2 separate regions of the Sus scrofa genome follow, and region 2 is linked to region 1. The links are chromatin contacts, called in public Hi-C maps. All regions are on one chromosome and are shown on one strand. The core of a region is the stretch at or near the end of the contact, and the rest is flanking DNA. Distances in the headings are between cores, read along the strand shown. Region 1 holds the start of CDV3 (protein CDV3 homolog). Region 2 holds the start of TF (transferrin).

What was found. Hi-C and Micro-C count contacts between places; a contact is called where the count stands out from the background.
Region 2: a contact with region 1 is called in a Hi-C map of liver, with 9 times the contacts expected there. The contact joins the promoter of TF here to the promoter of CDV3 in region 1. A contact is called at or near these places in 2 of 47 Hi-C or Micro-C datasets (epiblast stem cells and liver).

Annotation. Positions count from the first base shown.
Region 1 is chr13:74,700,845-74,708,002 of Sscrofa11.1, forward strand. It overlaps CDV3 (protein CDV3 homolog), which reads left to right and starts at 4,507. Exons shown (of 8, transcript XM_021069464.1): 1 at 4,507-5,028; 2 at 5,031-5,077; 3 at 5,079-5,225; 4 at 5,925-6,001. The coding sequence starts at 4,974.
Region 2 is chr13:74,925,987-74,933,144 of Sscrofa11.1, forward strand. It overlaps TF (transferrin), which reads left to right and starts at 4,669. Exons shown (of 18, transcript NM_001244653.1): 1 at 4,669-4,762; 2 at 6,703-6,872. The coding sequence starts at 4,720.

The DNA of each region.
Region 1 (7,158 bases), core at 3,257-5,756:
AGGTTTGCCTAGAGAAACCTCAGACTAGAGAAGACTGACTCCCAGCAATCCAGCTCACAGGAGACTGAAGTATATGACTGGATAACCATGTATTCATTAACAGCTGGTGTTAGTCTTTCAGTAACTAGACAGCTCCTCCCTCAACTGAAGCATCTTTTCCCAAGATCAGCAATCCCAGCAGGCTGGTTGGCGAGTGTATCCCAAGAGGGAGGCAGATTCCTCCAAGTCGGGGTGGGGCTGGGTGAGTCATCTCCGCCTCACAGCAGAGCACTGTGTGAGCTCCAATTTCATATTGCTCTTTCCTGGACAGTGGTGGGTAATAAGTGCCAACTTCTAGACTCTTGGCTTTACCCTACTTCTTTTTCCTTCCTCTCTCTTTTGGCCAGCCTCATTCTTTGTTTCCTGCTTTCTCCATACAATGCAACTGATTAGGTTGCTGATTATTCAATCATCATCACATTCCAGCACTATGCGCCTGAGATGACATTAGGGTCAGGGACATTGCCTTGATGGGTGGGTTGGTTGTTCCCAAGCTCTTCATTCATTTGCCAAATGTTTGTGTTTATTCTCAGATATATTAGGTTGAACCATGTGAAACTGCTGTTTTGGTAGGTCAACAGCAGTCAAATAGCAGCAACTTCACGTGGCTAAACAAACAGCAGACCAGATCCACTAGGGGTAGGCTTAAGGAGTCCAACTCCCTTTTGCAAGCCTAGTGGTAGGTGTATATCTGGGTGTGCTTGGCTTATGCATGGCAGCCCTTTACCTCTTTTTGCCAACGTTTTGTTTTATTTTATTTTATTTTATTTTATTTTAGCTTTTTAGGGCCTCACCCACAGCATATGGAGATTCCCAGGCTAGGGGTCGAATCGGAGCTTCAGCTGCTGGCCTACACCACAGCCACAGCAACGCCAGATCTGGGCCACATCTGCAACCTACACCACAGCTCACGGCAACACCAGATCCTTAATCCGCTGAGCAAGACCAAGGATCAAACCCACAGCCTCATGGTTCCTAGTCAGATTCATTTCCGCTGAGGCAAGACAGGAACTCCTCTTTACCTCTTTTTGCAAAAAGCCTCTCCTGGGTGTCTGGGGCCTCATTCCTCTTGCTGTCCATTCATCTTCCAACTAGAACCTTAATGTCAGGGATGAGCCAACAAGGAACTTGAGGCTGAAGGAGAAGGTCAAATATGTGACAAAATATATATTCTGAAGCCAACAAAGAGCAATGTCAAGGAACACTTAGATAGTCCATGGTTTGTGCAATCCTCTGTTAATGTGGAAACAGAGGACTAGTGGAGACATTTTACAAACTTTGGTCAAGGCGTTCTCTTGTGGCTTATCAGGTTAAGGATCCAGCTTGGTTTGCTGCTGTGGTGCCGGTTTTATCCCTGGCCTGGGAATTTCCACATGTCATGGGTGTGAACAAAAATTTTAAAAAAACTTTGGTCAAATGCCTATGTGGGAGTTCCTGTCGGGACTCAGTAGTTAACAAACCCAACTAGTATCCAAGAGGATTCATGTTTGATCCCTGGCTTTGCTCAGCGGGTTAAGAATCCGGCGTTGCTGTGAGCTGTGGTGTAGCCTGGCAGCTATAGCTCCGATTAGACCCCTAGCCTGGGAAACTCCATATGCCATGGGTGCAGCCCTAAAAAAACAAACAAACAAAAAAATTGCCTATGTGATGTAGGCTGTATGCCCAACACCATTCCTACCTTCAAGTGTCTCCACTGTGTAGAGCACATTGAATTATATGTGTATTTGTGTGTCTGCTGCTGGCTATCAGCTCACTGTATAGGAGGCTCTCTGAGGGCAGGGCCTATATCTGACTTACTTAGCTTTAACTCCTAATTTCAGGCCTGGCATACAATAGGTGCTCATTAAATAAATATTTTACATAAATGAGTGAATAAAAGGGGTTAAACAATAAATAAATCATGGGAATACCAGGAAGGCATTAAACACCCATATGAAACGGAAGGTCTCTGGGCCTTTAACGATCAGGATCCAGGCTGTGTGTAGAAGTCAGCAGAGGTTCCCCAGAGGAGGTGACGTGAAAGTAGTTGCTCCCCCATTGGAAGAGGTCAATGGAAGAGCCCAGGCAGTAGCTCAGTCCCTCACAGATGCGAGAGAGGAAGCCACAAATGAAAAGCTGCTCCCCATTTCTTGGCAAGCTCTTTGGCCAGCATGAGCTGCATTCCTTTGAGCTGAGCATGTGTGGAATTTCCAGCCTAGGTAGCAGAATGGAACTTAGAACAAATAGCTCAGCAAAAAAGAACCCGGGACAATGGGCTGGGCCCAGCTGCCCTGTGCCAGCTCTTGAGCTCACGGAATACTGGAGCTCAGTGGGCCTTGTCGAGGGAGTTAAATGATGGCCTTTGGATTGTACTACTTTAGAGGATTCAGAGAGAAATTTCCATGTTCAGACAGCTTTAGGATTCTTAGAACATGTGCTGTAATTCCTGGGAATGGTCTGAGCGCTCGACACTATTCAGTTTTCCATCTACCAAGGACAAATGAAGGTCGGTTTTGCTTTAAAGATGGGGAGGGTCCAAACATTGAGATCTGGAGGATGCTTCATGATAAGGGTGGGGTGATGATGAGGGGTGTGGCAACAGTAGGATTTAGGACTCTGTGTAACCCATCTGGAGAGTAGGAATATATGTGGTCAGTTTCAGGGCAGGGGATTCAAAGAGGAGAGACTAACTTTATGGAGGAGAGGATTAACCACAGATAGTGACACAAACACAAAGATCCTGGTCCCTCTACAGGCTTGGCCTGAGATTCTTATATATGATCAAGGTTGGGGAGCACTGAAAGGAAATTTTGCTGTGTTAACCCTCAACTGCTGTTCCTTCTCTGCTTTTTCCCATCATTAATTCCTTCAAGACACTGATACATTGATGGGGACATAGGAAAGGGAGGACTGAACTTATTATTCATATTAAGATTTTTTTTTCTTCTGGATTATAAGGGAGTTGAAGTAGGAACAACAAATTATGCCTTGAATAAAGCACATTGCCTTAAATAATAGCTAATAGGTCTTTCACAGATGAAAGAACAAGAGGAAGGAAGGGAAAAAGGGAAGGGAGGGAGAGAAAGGAAGAAAAATATTTGATCAGAGATATTAAGGAAGATGGGGGTAGGGGCAATGCTGAACTTGGCCTGCATCACAAGAAAAGTGGTGTCACAGAAGGAAGTAAACTAGAGACTCATCCTGAGTGGTTGAGGGCAGTTTATATCTGGGGAATAATATGTAAGCTTGCTGTTGGCCAAGGCCAGGTCTTTGATTTGCTTCTTTGACATATTCTGGACTTAGTGCTTTAATAGTAGTGTTGGGGGGGGGGGGAGTGACAAATTTTAACAGAAAAGCTATAAAGGAAAAGATCAAGAAGTAGTTCCATTTACTGGCTGTGCTCTATCTACCCCACAAGGCTACTAACATACGTCTGAGTCATTTCCTCAGTGGTTGTGACAGTTCTCTACTCTGTCTTTAGAAGGAGGAAGTGGAACGTTTAATAACCTTACATTAGACCCTTTTTTCATATGCGAGGATTCATTTCATTCTCAAGGCCCAGAAAGTATTTAAATGGTACAGCTAGGTATAGCATGAGCACATTTGGTCCCCATCTCTATGTTCCATTTCCCTCCTCTTATCAGGGATAAAAGCTAATGATAGATTACAGTCATCATCTAGACTCAAGCCAGGGCAGGAGGTACTATTTAAATGTATTAAAAAAAATCATTTATTACATCCATTGTGTTTTAAGCACTACACTGGGCAGCTAACAGTTACTCTTTCCCCACATATCTTGCAGGAGCTAACTTCTCTGTTTTACAGATCTAGAACTCAAAGCTCAGATTTATTTAGCTTGATCTTAGTAGCCATATCCAGGAGAGGGTGGAGTTCAGATAAAATCAATTCTCTTTTATCTACCTACCGGCTTACCAAGATCATTTAGGAAATGAGAACTAAACTTCAAGCTCGGGCTCCTCACTTTCGTAATAATCATCGTGTATGATGAAGATGAGTAGTTGCCAGACCAGAAAGGGTGAAAGTACAGAGAGCAGCAGAACGGATGGTACCGTTTTTAACATAGCTAGCTTAACACAGTGCTTTTCCGTTTCGATAACGTTCAAAAGACTACAAGGCCATAGTTAGCACTGGACGAGCAGACACACGTGTACTCTACGCATGCGCCCTGACGGACCTACCCGCCCCTTCAACCCGACCTGTTTAGCCAAGTCACCAATGAGCCCTCCAAAAGCCCGCCCTCAAGGCTAAACCCTTGGCCAATCGAGAGACAAGGGTCATCATGACGACACTTATTTAGCATAAACCCTCTCCCCGCCCCCAAGCCACGGCCCCGCCCCATCTGAAACAGGGATTGTCTCCTAAGCGCTTCATCCTGGCATCTGATTGGCTACCTTGCCAGCCCCACCTCCGTCTCCTCCCACCGCCCTCCCCTCTACGCTCTCACAGTAGCGGGCGGAGCTAAGTACGCAGGCGCGGGCGCTGCCTCTCTCTTCTGGTGGCCCGCCCTCCCTCCTCCCCTTCCCACCCCTCCCCACCCCCTTTCCCCTCCTCTCCGGGCCTGCGTGCGCGCGTCGTCCTCCTGCACGCGCCGCCGCTAGCCAAGCACTCTCGCCAGAGCCTCCGGCCCGCGCGTTCCTTTCCCTCTCCGTCTGCGGAGCGGGCGGGATCCTACGCCTCGGTGTTGGTAGCAGCCGCAGCCGGACGGGCTCGGGCGGCCTCAGCGGCACGCGAGCCTTTAGGCGGGCCGTACCATCGTTCGCCAGCACACAGGGGAAGCCATCTGCCCCACCTCACACGCCTTGGCGACCCCACGGGGCTGAGGCGTCGCCGCGCCCGGGAGCGTGAGCGCCGAGCCGGCCTCGACCCCGAGATCGGAGCCCCGCGGGCCGCGCCCGCCACCGGCCCCACCCATCCGGGCCGAGGAGGCAGCGGCCATGGCTGAGACAGAAGAACGGAGCTTGGACAACTTCTTCGCCAAGAGGGACAAGAAGAAAAGAAAGAGCGGAGCAACCGGGCGGCAAGCGCCGCGGGCGTCGCCGCGGGAGCAGCGGCGCGGCGGGAGCCGCCGCGGGAGCAGCGGAGCCGCGAGCGCGGCGGGCGGTGGGGCAGGCGCGGGGGCCCGGCCGGGCGACGGCGGGACCACCGCGGCCGCGGGCCCCGGGCCCGCAACCAAGGCTTTGACAAAGGTGAGGGGCCAGGGAGGCCGGGAGTCGGGGCCCGGGCCGCGCGCTTGCGCCCATGTGCCCGCCCCCGCCTGCCGGCCTGCCTGGGGGAGCGTCGGGGAGGGGCCACCGGGGCCGGCAGGCCGGCAGGCCGGCTGGCCGTCGGGCTCAGGAAGCTGCCGCGTGACGCGGGCTTCCCACTGCCGGCGGTCTCGCGCTCCCCGCGGGACCCCCGCCACCCTGCTCCTGACCTGGGTCGCCTGGCTCAGGCCAGGACGCAGTCAGGCGGTGGCACCCTCCCGGGGAATCGACCCGGGTCGGAAGTGCATCTATCGAGTGACGTAGACTCTCAGTAATTTAGCCTCTGACTTCAGCCCAGGAGTCTGAGCCGAATTTTCTAAGCATCACGTTTGGGGCGGCTTGAATTGACACGACTTGGTCTGAAGCCCGTGAAAGCAAGTCTCATGGCAAGATTGAGCTAGGCGTTTAGTTGTGGGAATACTATTGACTTCATTCGGGGTTTTTTGGTGCCTTTTAAAGTGACCCAGCGGAAGTAACAAAGTTTAGTCACGTTTGTCCTCCAGCCTGGATTGAGCAAAGGCTTTGGCCAGAAAATGAGTACACACTTTACCCTAGGCTCCAGCCACTTAATCCCTTTTTCATAGTCTGATAGTTGTCTCATTACAAATAGCTTTGATTGATGAAATGATGCCTCTTTTACAGGAGGAAGATGAGTGGAAAGATTTTGAGCAAAAAGAGGTTGATTACAGTGGCCTAAGAGTTCAAGCAATGCAAATAAGGTATGGTCTGGGTACAGATGTGTTTAGTTAACCCACAGGAGAGATACTGTGTGTTTGGGGCTTTTGGCCCCCAGACTGCATCACAGTAATTTTGTGCCTTAAATATGCTAATGGAATGTGTCAGTTACTACTCCTTGCTGATGGCAGCCCTTCTATATACTGATCAAATTAGCTGCCAGCCCCAGAATCCTGTGAGAGCTTGCCTACTTCGAATCTTGGTTAGGTCTTTTTATTTGAGACAGCTAAAATGGATTTCGTGGTTTCAAAATTTTTACCTTTAATATTGGTGGGTGGGAACTTAGTTTTTCTTTTGTTTCAAAAATGATATTGGTGGTTTTTAGGTCCTCTGACAAGCAGTAGATACATAAAGCAGTACATATGTATGTGTGTGTTTGTAATTGAGGGAAATACAGATTTTACGCATTCATACTGTGAAACCAATTTGTGTAATCGGCACTGAGGTCAAGCAACTGAGCTTAACTGGAAGAAAGCCCCCCTCCTAACCCTTTGTAGTCACTGTTTTTGCCCCGAAAGAACCATTATCCTCACACTATGGATTAATTTTCCCCAATTTTTATAGGAATGGCATCATAGTCTGCATGTTTTTAAAGTTCAAGGAAACTAATTTCTGAAAGTTGGGTTGGTTGGTTTAGAGGATTTGAAATTGACATTTTTTTATCAGGTCTAGTCTGCAGTAGTCATATGAACTTGAGATTCATGTAAATAAATGTCATGTTTTTAGGGTCTTGTAGGAAAAAGCAGGTGAATATATGGTTTCATTGGTTGCGATTAAAAACACACTTTATTATTCCCAGCTTTAAGAAATCAGTGATCCAAATGCACAGCCTTTCCAGCACAGTGGAGGAAGTAATTTTCCTTAGCTGAACCCTGTCTTCTGATCACTCTAGATGGTAATATTACAATGTTTAAAAACTTACTTAAAAACCAAGGCTAATATTTGACATTTGTTGAGTATCTACCACAGCTAGGTGTTCATTCCTAGGTTCTTTAACATCCTTTGATGAACTTAAGCAAAATGAAACCTGATTGATGGTGGGAAACTTTTAGGAAATGGAGCTTCTCCACACTTGAAATACCTTTATGGTACTAGAGGACATTAGACTGGAGTTTTTTTTCCCAACCACTTCTTGGATTCC
Region 2 (7,158 bases), core at 3,419-5,918, 230 kb after region 1:
GACCTTCATCCGTGCAGGGGTCTGTTTTCTGTTGGTCTGGTCGGGTGAAACCACCTCTGGAACCTCAATGGAATTTTGATGATACGGCTGACTTCATCTCTTCCATTTTTAACTTTCTCTCCAGATTATTACCACCTAACACATACATTCTCTTTTTACATTCTTTTTACAAATTTTCTAAAATAAGTTGGCTAGGGGGATTTTTAAAATGAATGATTGTTGGATTTTACCAAAAGGTACTCCTCTGCCTACTGATATAGTCATTTTTCTCCTTTATTCTGTTAATGTGATCAATTATACTGATTGATTTTTTTTAAAGGATTTACTTGCATTCCTAGAATAAACTCAACTTGGCAATGATTTAATATCCATTTTAGGTTTGCTGGATTCAATTGCTAACATTTTGCTTAGGATTTTTGCATCTATATTCATTAAAATATTTTTAAAATATTTTTCATGAAATCTTTGATGGTTTTTGCTTTCAAACCATACTTACTGGCCTCAAAAAATTAGTCAAGGAGGGGTCTCTTTTTTTTTTTTTTTTTTAGTACTTGGAAGAATGTGTATAAGATTGCTCTAATTCTTCTTCAATATTTAGTAGAATTCATCAGTGAAGCTATCTGGTCCTGGACTATTCTTCATGAAAAGGATATTTTTATGGTCTCCCCTGGGGAAAGAATAGAATCCCAAGAATTGTCCATTGTTCAGGGATTTTGGAGGGGTGGAAGGGGGTGGAGAGAGAGAGATGGTACTGGATGGCATTTCAAATTACCTGACATTTTCCTAAAAGGAGTCTGCTCTTGATTCCCATCTATCTCACCACACAGCCCTAAGCTAGGAGTTCTGTCTATAAGCATAGTTTGCAGGCTGCCTGATCCTACCTTCTCCATGACCCAGTGGCAGGTCTTTCAGTGAATCCCTGGTGTTAGGCAGAGAGTGGTGGTGGTTGGGGGCACTGGTTCTAGCAGACAGAAGCTCTTTGTTTGCTCTGCTTCTTTGTAAATGTGGCAACATTTGGAAACAAATATTGGTTCAAAGGACCAGTGCTTTCATGCCCATCCCCTTTAGGTCAGCTACCTAACCCCCCTGCACGTACACACAAATTCAGTTCTTTCAACAAGAGGGCCAATCCTGTGGAAATTTAAGAGTTTTATTCAGCTTATCTTGGAAGATTTGGGTCATACCTTAGATTGGTCTGTAACTGGAAGCTCTCTTCTCTTTCTCTGTCTCTATTCTCCCTCCTTCCCTTCTTTCCTCCATCTAGCTCCTCCTCTTCTGGACAAATAAAGAGATCAATATCAAAAAAGAAAAGAAGAAAAGGAGAAGAGGAGAGGTCAATATCAAGAAAATAGCTGCAGTCTAGAGAAGGCTGGGACTTAGGAGATCTGAATTCAGGTCCCAGAGCTCTGGGAATGAGGACCTGTCATTTTACTGTAGTGGCCACATCTGAAAAAGGGGTCTGATCTCATCTCCTTAGGCAGTTGGTCAAGATCACAAGATCTTGTCCCAGTACAGTGCCTGACACACAGAAGAGCTGAAAATGTGGTAAACCAGTGCATGCCTGAGGTGCTACATGTGGGGCACCCAGACTTCTCCCAGATAGACAAGCCTCTTTGCAAGAGAAACCGGGTGCATGTCTGTAGAGACATGGCAGGGCTGGGGGTGCCCTGTCTGTCTGTCTCTCTCAGTGTGACCCCGATGAGTCCTTGGCTTCTGTGTGTTCCTATTTCCTGGGAGAGGGAGCGTCCCTGGAGGATGGACACATAGGTTCTGGAACCCGAATGCCTGATTTTGCACCTGGCTCATCAGCTGACCTTGGACAAGTTATTAGCCCCTCAGGACCTCAGTTTCCTCATCTTATCTGTAAAATGGGGATTCTAGTGCTCTGATCTCAGAGGGCTGTGGTGAGGGCCCGGAGAAGCTCTCAGTAAGAGCTAAACATCACTAAGCTGTGAAAGATGGATAATGGGAAGTTGCCGTTGTGGCTCAGTGGTGACAAGCCCAACTTGTATCCATGAGGATTTAGCCTCACTCAGTAGGTTAAGTGATCCAGTGTTGCAGTGGCTCTAGCATAGGCTGGCAGCTGCAGCTCCTATTCGACCCTTAGCCTGGGAACTTCCATATACCACCTGTGTGGCCCTAAAAAGTAAAAAAAAAAAAAAAAGTTGGATAATGAGTTTCCTGACTCCAGAGTGTCTCTAGTAAAGAATAAAACACCATAGGGCGAGCACAGGGACAAGTGTCATGGGACACCAAGGACACAGAACATGATATTTAACCTCTCACCTCCGCATACTCCATTCACATTGTAGCTGAGGGCACAGCCATACCAGCAAAGGCTGTGCACACATGTATACCCATAGCTGAACTCACCCTGCCTCCAAGGAGTGGCAGACACAGGGCTCTCCCAAGCAAGCGCCAAGGCCCGTGTGAGTAGATGACATGGGACCCGGTTCTCTGTGTCCCATCTGGCCCTTCTTCAGACCCTGGGGGCTCTGTACCTCCTCCCCTCCCAGGCACACCTTGATTTTGGACTCAGAGGCTCCACAGAGGCAGGGTGTGGGGTTGGCTGGCCTGGAGAGGGTTCTGCCTGGCCAGAGTGCTCTTCTGAGAGGCTCAGGCTAGGCTGGAGAGGAGCTGCCCCAGGAAAGGCTCACTGTGAGAGCAGAAGGGGCCCAGAGGGAGGACCCTGGTCTGCCTGCCTTCTGTCTGTCCTCCATGCCTTCCACCGAACTTCCCTGAGTTTGTGGATTCATTCAACATTTGGCACCTCTTCTTCCTGCTTTTAGGCGGACGCTGCAAGCTCACTGCAGGGCCTGTAAGAAGAGGCAGCATCTGAGGGCAGGCATTCTCCCAGCCAGCCCTGCCCCCTGACTATCCCCCTCCATTTTCCTCTCAGTACCTCAAGGTGCCCCCCCCTGAGGCCAGACCATCCCCTAATTCCTGCTGGGTCATCCCTGGCTCCCTCCAGAAAAGTGGTCTCCAAAACTGGGTTTCCCATGGCTTGAGCAGAAGGGCCCACGGGGGCAAGGACAGAAGAAGGGCAGCAGCTGCCATTCTTCTTCCTGGTAAGGCAGGGTTTTGGAGGGCAGAACTTGTCATATGTCCCCACCATAAACAGAAAGGACCTGTCCCCTACTAAAGAAATGAGGTCTCTGCAGTGAGGTGTGTGTAACCCCTTGTATGTGAAACCATCTACTGGAGTGTGGGGGGCCACTGAGGTGTCCTGAGGGAAGATGGGGAACACCTCACAAGGGAGGAGTGAGGAAGGGGATGCTGGAAGTTTTGGTTCCCCCTGCTTCTGGCTTGTGTGGTTCCACATATTGAGGTTTGCACATGCCAGTAAAATGGAGGTAGAGATGAAGTAATGTGGGTTAACTCATCAGACATCACAAAAGGCATGAGGGCCTTAGAAAGATTTCTGCAAAGAAGCCAGAATTAGAAGGTGACGCCAATAACACAAGCATAGGTGAACTAAAATTAAATGGCACTGCTGACATGTCCTCTAGGCCTGGTTCAAATGAGTGGGTGTAAAGTGGACCGAAACCAATGATCCTCTGATCCAGTTGGGTAAGATGTAACTCAAGAAAACCTTGACCCTCTCATGATGACTCTCTGGAATATGGATTTATACTTACTCTCAGGAACCTCACCCTCTGCCTGAGTGTATATTTTACCTTGAGATAGTTTTCATTGTGTAAAAGGCAGAATAAACAGACATTTACAAATGAATGTTTCATCTTTGTCTTATTGTTTTAAAAATGTTTAGTCCTCTCATGATTGACATGTACACAATATCAGTTTAAAAAATACATCTCTAGAATGGACAGCTTCACAGCATTTCCTGATGAGGATGGGCAGGCAAAATGGTGTGGAGACCACTTTCTGGGAGGGAACCAGGGATGACCCAGGCACTGAGATTAGGCCACATCTGCGCTCCTGGGTCCCTTTCTTTGTGCTCTTGCATCACTTACTTACCAGTGTCACAGAGTCTTGATCACCCTCCCGGGCAACTTCTTGTGAGACAGATGTCATTGCCCCTGTGACTCTGTTCCCTGCCAAGGTGTCCAGCAGGCTGCAGGAAGGGAAGGAAGGTCACCAGGCCTGGAGCATGTGCACAGCTGGGCACATGGGAGGGACAGTTCCTCCATGGGGCCTTAAGGGCACAGGGCACTTGGGAACAAGTGAAAGGTGTTGAGCCTGTTGTCTTTGACTTCAGATCAGCTTCTTCCTCTCTCACACGCTGTCCCGGGAAGGTCTTTGCCTGCCATACTTCTGTTCTACTCTGCACCTGAGGCAGTGCCCTTCCCTCTTCCATCTTCTAAATGAGCACATAAGTAGATTCAGGACCAGCTCTGGCCACCCGGGATTCAGCAGCAGAGTCACCCCACCCCTGCCCACGGCAGCTCTGTTCCTGGTACAGAGCAAGCGCACATTAACAACGGGTTGATTTTTCTTTTAATTCCCCTCCAATCAGCATTTTTGTGTTGGATTCCATCCATGGTTCTGTTCCAGGGGTCAGGAAACGAGGCAGTCAGCTAGGGCGAGGAATGAAGGGGGAGGGATGAGGGGCGATTGGGCAACCGGGCTGAACAAACACAGGAGGTCAAAGATTGTGCTTGGCCAGCCCCGCGGGGGATAAAGGGGCCCAGGGCTCAGGGAGGAGGCGCAGAAGCCAGTCAGTCTGCGTTCGGCACTCCACGCCGCAGACCCAGGAGGATGAGGCTCGCTGTCCGTGCCCTGCTGGCCTGCGCGGTCCTGGGTGAGTGAAGCTGCTGGAAGACCTGCAGTCTCTGGCCCGGGCGCCCTGTGCATCCCCGAGCTGGCCACGCCACCCCTGGGCTCTGCACTCAGGCTGGAAGCCTGGAGCCTTTCCTTCGCTTCTCCCCGCCGCACCCCTGCACCTGCTTCAGCACTGCCTCAGGGACAGCTCTGTGCCTCCCACACCTGCTGCTCCTACCTGTGCCCCTGCCACCTTTTCAGCCTCCCCTGCTTCCACCTCCTGTATCCAGTAAATCTTGTAGTAGCGGAATACAATAAACTAGAGCACTTCTATCATGGTTTATCAAATCCCTTTGCTTTGACCTCAATTAAGTCCCAACTACTTAGGATGGCCTTTGAGGCCTCCCTGGATCTGATCTCACCTCCACTGACAGTCTGATGTTCCATGGTTGCCCTTGGTGCTGACCATGTCCCACTAATGAGGCAGGGCCATTGAGGGGTTCAGGGTATGGGATGCGAAGCCACATTTTTGGGTCCTCAGTGAGAAGGGTAGTACAGCCTGGCCTGGGAGGGTCACATGATAGTAAATGAGGCCACAGATCCAGGCACCAGTGAAGTGGACTTTGCTGCAGACCTCTGTGCTTTGGGGTCTGTCACTGTTGGCCCTTGCACACTCATCAGCTCCTGAGACTGAGGGACACTCCTTGTCCTCTAAATTTGCCTGCCACTCATGGTGCATTTTATCATAGCTTTGGCGCCTTCTGTATTTAGCTACTTGTGTCTCCTGAAAAAGTTAACCCTTGAGAGTTCATCCACCTTACTTGCCTTTACCTTCCCTGACTCCCAACCTCAGAGAATCAGTCTCAGAAGGCTGTGCAGGGTCAATGCAATCCTAAGGACAAATTCCTGTGTTTGGAACTTCAGGAGGGGTGATTTGGGGAGGGGCCGGAGGAATGGTTTGGGGGAAGGTCTGCCACTGACTCCCTCTTGCCTGCTTTGATTTCCCATGGGCATAGGTGGAATAAAGTCAGGTTGGAGGAGCAAGCTCCCTATGGCCCCTCTTTTTTTGTCCTGGAGAACCATTCCCTTCCCCGCTTCTGCTTTGTGCAATGTGGATGTTCATCAGCTTTCCTGAGTCAGCCCTGTGCTGTGGATCCAGGGTGGAGATGACAGAGGGCTTTGGGAGCAATGCCAAAACTCAGTTCATGGGGACAAGGTATCTGCAACCAGGTGGTTAATAGCTACAGACATGCTCTAGCAATCCTCCTAGTGGCAGCCCAAAGGCCTAATGGTGGAAATTGAGGGAGGAGTCATAGACAACAGAGAGAAACATTGAATATGTGGAGTTTCTAATTATTCCTGGGATGAAGGATGACAGAGGAAGGTCATAGGCAAGTCCATTGCCTCATCTATCATTTACCCCTCTCTACTGGCCAAGGAAATGGAAACCCCATCAGAATGTTATCTTCTTTTGTTCCCTGGGCAGAGACCAACCTCTGGAGACCTGGTTTCTAGGCCAGTCTGGGTAAACCTTGGGTAAAGAAGCCCTCTCAGAGCCCAGTTCCCTTGTCTCCAAAAGATACTGATTTATAGATGTAATTCCTACCCTGCTGGCTTCCCAGAGTTGTGGCATTGAGCCAACACCTTGATGTAGCTAAACATCCCCTGTGCATCCCAGGTCATGACCTTGTGTGAAGGAGGCTCAGAGAACACTGAGGAGCAGGTTGCTGTCTCCAGTTGAGTGTTGATGGCCAAGCTAGCATCCCTCTGGCCAGTACAGGCTGGTCAGTGGGAAAATAAGAGGTCATTAGTGTGCCTGTCACTCATCTCCAGACTCAGAATGTAATGGAACCTGTTTCTCGTTGTTCATGGACAGGAGTGGAAGGGGGACAGGATGGAGGGGAGGTAGCCTTCATCACCCTTCAGAGGTGGCTTCTGTCTCTCCCACTGGTGTAGTGACCCCTGGCCTCTCTCCCCTAGGGCTGTCCCTGGCTGTCGCCCAAAAAACTGTAAGATGGTGCACCATTTCAAATCAGGAGGCCAATAAGTGCTCCAGTTTCCGTGAAAACATGAGTAAAGCCGTTAAGAATGGTCCTCTTGTCTCCTGTGTGAAAAAATCCTCCTACCTGGATTGCATCAAAGCCATCAGGGTAAGTCCTTCCTGCCTAAAAGAGAGTGGAAGGAAATCCATGCTTTTTCTTTCTCCTGTCATTTTGAAATGATTCTGTACTCACAGACAGGAGGCTGACGTGTGAGGCAGTCAGCTCACAGTGCTAAGAAAAGCACTTCAGGGAGTTCCTGTCCTGGCTCAGAGGAAATGAATCTGACTAGTATCCATGAAGATGCAAGTTCAATCCTGGCCTCGCTCAGTGGGTTAAGGATCCGGCATTGCTGTGAGCTGTGGCGTAGGTCGCAGACACGGCTTGGATCTGGTGT